Regions from separate parts of the Urocitellus parryii genome. Here region 2 is linked to region 1. A link is a contact called in public Hi-C data. All regions are on one chromosome and are shown on one strand. The core of a region is the stretch at or near the end of the contact, and the rest is flanking DNA. Distances in the headings are between cores, read along the strand shown.

Region 1 (2,654 bases), core at 77-2,576:
GGGGCAGGAGCCCTTTCTCATTTATTTTGTACCCGGCTCTTAGTGCTACGTGCTAAAACAAGCATTTGTTTCATGCCCCTCTTAATCAGACCTTGGTATACCCTCTATGCGCCACACGTTCTGATGACATGTTCCTAAGGCTGGCGTCTACAGAGTCTGGTGGGTGGCCCTAGGCTCCTGGTGCGATTAGATACCGGCAGCCTCGGCTAGCCCTGTGGCCAGACTTTTGCCGAGTGGTGCTGTCTGCACTGCTGGCCTAAGACTCCGCGAAGTATTGGAAAGGCTTCTGCCCAGTGCGGAACAGAGGTCTGCAGCGCCCCCGCTGGACCGGCCGGCTCTGGGATGCTGCCTCACTTGTTAACGCTCAGCCTGATCGCGGCCATCAAAATTTCAATTTATAGACAGAAAATGTATGTAGATACTCTGATGCTCGACACTTCTCTTTTCAAAGGTGTAATAAATGCCTTTTAAAGGACTATGGGTTAAAGAAAATCCCTTTCCTCTTTCCTGCACCTTTGGTGTCTCTGCATTATGATTTGCTGCACATAAAGGGGGTCTTGCTGCCCTGATTGTGTGGCAGGTCCAGTGCCGCGCGCGGAATCTGCGCTGCGGTGGCCTCCGGCATGCCAACCACGTCGCACTGCTGTAGAGGAAACGTGTCCCGCACTGCTGCGGTTGCCCGAAGGAAACCACACTTTGTGCAACTTTGGCCTGCTTTGCTCCGTAGCAGCCATCCTATATGTTCCCCCTAACCTGGAGAGTCCCACAGAGCTTATGGTTCCCTTGGTCATTACCCATACTTAGAGACTTGGGAGATGTTGGGTGCTCGCGGTCCGCTCTTTCGGACATGGGCACTCATAGGATTTGGCATCCACACTTTGGGCATTGAATGCAAACAGGCGCCGCGGCAAGGACCACAGCCCTGTTCTCCTTTAGGTCAATCGGCCACCCTCTAGGGCTGGGGCCTGTGGTTACTGTTAGGGGAGTTTTGGGGTCTCAGGGGTCTGCCATCTTTGCCTCAGGCCTTAACTTCCAAGGAAGGGTTCTGCAGCAGAATCACGAACTCAGGGTTTGGGGGTCTGCAAGGAAGCGGTGGGATGCTGGGGGCGATCTACACTTCTGAAGGCGCGTGAGGGGGGCACCCCACCACTGCGGCGGTGGCAGGGCTGCTGGGAGGGGCTCTGCGGCTGGCGCGCTCGGGAGGGGCGCTGCGGTGTGGTGGGCGGTCCAGGGGCGGGGCGCGGGTGGGCTCTAAAAGTCGGTGCCCGCTCGCTCGGCACTGCTGCGGCCACCAGCACTTCTCAGCGCCTCCTGGCAGGCGGCGGCAGCCCGGGCACCTCCTCTGCGGCAGCCGCGCCTCGCCAGCCGGAGCAGTGCCGCATCGCCCAAGTAGCCGCTCATTGCCGCCGCTGCCGGCTGCCGTGTGCCGGCGGTGGGCAGCGTTCCTGCCGCCACCGACCTTGCACAGCTGCAGGCGCCTCAGCGCGCCCAGTGCTCTGCAACCCTGCGGCGGGCGGCATGGGATAACGCGGCCATGGTGCGCCGAGATCGCCTCCGCAGGTGGGTGCGTGCGGGCTGCGGTGGAGGGCGCGTGGGGGTGTGGCCGGCTGATCCTAGTCTCGGGTGCCGGCCGATGCTGGGGACTCTGCCTGGCAGTGCCCAGCTGCCTTGTAAAGAAAACCCCACCCAGCCGGCCACCGTTCTGTCTCCTTGGTGTTAGTGGGGTCACTTCGGTCAGCCGTAGAATGTTTCAAATTTGGGGTCTCTGGCTTATTTTTAAACCCCGGGGTCGCCCAGTTAAGGTTTGAGATTTTTAGACCATGGGCTCACCCCAATATGATGTATGATCTCCAGACCCCCGGTATCGCCTTGCTGCGAATTAGGATTTTTAGATCCGGTCATCTTTGTAGTGTGACTTATGATCTTTACATCCTGGAATCACTCGTGTGGTTTACGATTTTTAAGACCCCACCATTGACGTGGTGTGATTTAGGATTTCCAGATCTAGTCATTGCTGTGGCGTGACTTATGATTTCGCGATCCTGATAATGCCCAGTTGTGATTTAGGATTTTTAGACCCTACCCTCACTGGCTTGTGACTTGGGGTTTCTAGACCCCAGTATTGCCCTGCTGGATTTGATTTCCAGACCCCTGGTATTGTTGTGGAGTGATTTAGACCCAGCTATTGCAGTAGCGCAATTTAAGATTTCCAGATCCTGGCGTCTCGGTGGCGTGTTACCGCAAAGGTGTGACTAGAACTTGCCGCGCCGTATCTCCAAGATGTTAAGTATTGTTCAGAGGTCGGTAACGAGATGTGCGAGGGGTAATTGGGATGCGACCAAACTGTCGTGCTGTAACCGGCAATGTTTGATTTAGCGGGTTTACAGAGCAGTTCGTCCTCTCACAGCGATGCCATCAGGTAATATTAGACAAATGCATTTTTCCCATGTACAAGATGAAGAAATCAAGGCTCAGAGAGGTTAATCGCCATAGTTTTTACTGGAGTTTGTTGAATTTATACTCTGAATCATGACTCCATCAAATAATGGGAATTTGGCAAAAAAATGGATTAAAATGTTAATCCATTTTATCTACGTACTTGCTTCACTACTAAAAATTCTAAAATGTCGGTGGAGCAATTTTACCGAGGCAAT
Region 2 (2,654 bases), core at 115-2,614, 350 kb before region 1:
TTTTCCTATCTTAGAGCCATAGGTCTATTTCTTTCAGGTCTCAAACATTTTCCTAAACCGTTCTATGGGGAAGTGTTCATGGTAACTTAATGGCTACAGTACCTCTCTTTCCTGCAGACACTGAACGTAGGAAAGTAACCACTCGACGCCTGAAGGTGGCGATCTAAAACTTGTATATCAGGGTGTAAGGGTATTTGCCCTCAGCTTGGGCAGAGTTTCTCCCTTTTTCTTTGCCACACGTAAGGTTTCCTGATGTGAAACACCACGGGAGAAAAATCCATCAGATCCAAGAACCTCAAAAAGTTTTGTTTGCCTTAAGGAATTTATATGCTTTTTCCTTACTGGAAACATCGGTCTGTGTTTTCCCACTTGGAATTGCGCCCCCTAAATTCAAAGCCAAATTTTCTGTTCAATTTTGGAACAATAGGAATTTCTGATCTGCTTATCTACATCTATCTTCGATCTTGGTCATCCGTACCTGTTCCTGTCATTTATTTCACATTCTAATTCTTATTGTACACATTCTAAGCCGATTAACATTTTCTGCGAGCAAGAAGGGGTTGATTGAACAAAAACATTTACATGGCCATCAGTCATCTATGAGGATATCTTTTTCTTGGCACAGACCGCCGGGTGTCATTTCAAAAAGCCTTTCCAATGTGATAAACCAGAACATGTTTCTCATCAGGGTTTTAATTGTTTCTATCATTACTGGTAAGACTAAACATTTTCCCATGTTTGTTAAAAGGTTTAAAGCTGTTTGCTTGGGATGTGGCTTATATCGGGATTAGTTCAGCTAGTCCCACGGAAAGACAAGGCAAACGATGAAACCCAGGAATATCTCGTTTTTACATTCAAGCTTCGACTCCGCCCTGAGTTTTCCTCCCTTCCCCAGCGAGCCCTTTGTGTGTGCCAACAGTCAAGGGATGGACTCTTCATCTGAAAACCTGGCAGCAAAAGTGTATCGCCCACAAATATGTGCATTATGTGCATTGCCTGCTTCTGAATGCAAGGTTTATGGCCAAGAGTTCCCGAGTCCTAAACATGTACTCCTGGAGTACAGCGGTCTCCGGGAGTCTTTCGGCAGGCGTGGCCTCGTTCATTCGGGCTTCGATTGGCCCGCCTGACCCGCAGGAGTCGAGGCTACGCGGGCTTGCTCAGCGCGGTGGATGCGATTGATAAGTGGCTGCTTCTGTCTTTCTCTCCCCACACTTTTTTTTTAGCCATAGCTATGGTTACCACGTCTCTCTCCGCCTCCCTCCACCTACCAAGAAGACGACTACCCATTGGCGCTCTGTCACCAAGGTCGTTAGTCATTGGTCCCTGGTGAGACCGGGCGCTCCCCCTTTCCCTGTCTCCCCGGTCTCTTGAGGAGCCCAGGAAGAAGGCTCCGCTGGTGCCGCCGGGTCAGGGACTGCCGGGACCAGGCTGCGGCAGTCGTTAGCGGGTCATGTCGGCCGCCCAGGGATGGGACAGGAACCGCCGGAGGGGAGGAGGAGCGGTCGGCGGTGGCGGCGGAGGTAGCGGGGCCGGCGGGGGCAGTGGGGGCAGCGGGGGTCGGGGGACTGGCCAGCTCAACCGCTTCGTGCAACTCTCCGGGCGGCCGCACCTGCCAGGTGAGTCGTGGGACTGGGTCGTGACAGCTTGCGGGTGCCGCGGGAAGGTGACTGCTCCCTTGTCTTTTCTCCCCGGCTTTCTTTTCCTTGGGAAAAGGAAAGGGAGGCCCCCACGCAAAGCAGAGAGAATGGGAATCAAAGAAAAGCAAAGGTGTCTTTGAGGTCAGGGAGGGAACCGGAGCACCACGAAGAAAAGTATTTTTTGCCCTGTCGAAAGCTTTCTGCGGAGAGTTCTGTCTCCTTCCCAAAGAGAGATCACTGTCTCGTTGACATTCCCAAATGTTTCGCTTACTCGGTTCCCAATCTCTTCCCCTTCCGCAGTTTGATCTTGTGAAAGAAAGACTTTGGCGCCTAGCTGTGGAATATTATGTCAAAAAAGAGTGTTAATTAAGGAAAAGAGACGGAAGAGCATTCCAAGGAGCGGTTTTGTTACACACACACTCACACACAAAACAAAAAACCACCCATGTGTGTAAGAGTTGGGTATCTGAAACAGAAGAAAAGAGTATATGTGTGGTGGGGGCGGGAGGGGGCTTGTTGTCTAGGGAATGTATGGGAAAGAGAACCAAGGGGATTAGGGAAAACTAGTTGAATTCTTAATATTTTGAAATGCCCAGAGATAGAACGGATAATAGTGTGTAGATTTTAAAGGAGGAAAACGAAAATCGAGAATATACTTGGTGACAAAATTTTGCTTTGTCTATGGTATAAAAACAACTGAGAATTGGAAAAATGTACCCAATACAATAATTTCGCGTTCTGGCCTGTAGTGCCTTATCTTTGAATTGAAATGTCTTAAAAAACAAAACCAGTTCAAGTTATTGCATGTGTGTAGACAGTTTTAAAGAGATCCATTTGTAAGAGAGTATTCCGCATAATAGTAAGAAGGTATGGAATTGAATAATCACAGACTGTCAAATGTGATATCGGGCAAGCTTATTTTTACCAAGAGAACTGTTAGGAATGATGTTGTTAATCATTCACCATGTTTTTTTGTGAATCATGTTGAAATTTATTATATCAGTGATATGTTTGTTT

What was found. Hi-C and Micro-C count contacts between places; a contact is called where the count stands out from the background.
Region 2: a contact with region 1 is called in a Hi-C map of muscle, with 5 times the contacts expected there. The contact joins the promoter of Klhdc10 here to the promoter of Mest in region 1. A contact is called at or near these places in 2 of 2 Hi-C or Micro-C datasets (liver and muscle).

The regions. Positions count from the first base shown.
Region 1 is chr3:22,645,506-22,648,159 of mUroPar1.hap1, reverse strand. Mest (mesoderm specific transcript) reads left to right here and starts at 1,326. Exons shown (of 12, transcript XM_026392779.2): 1 at 1,326-1,560. The coding sequence starts at 1,535.
Region 2 is chr3:22,992,792-22,995,445 of mUroPar1.hap1, reverse strand. Klhdc10 (kelch domain containing 10) reads left to right here and starts at 1,364. Exons shown (of 10, transcript XM_026392783.2): 1 at 1,364-1,616. The coding sequence starts at 1,451.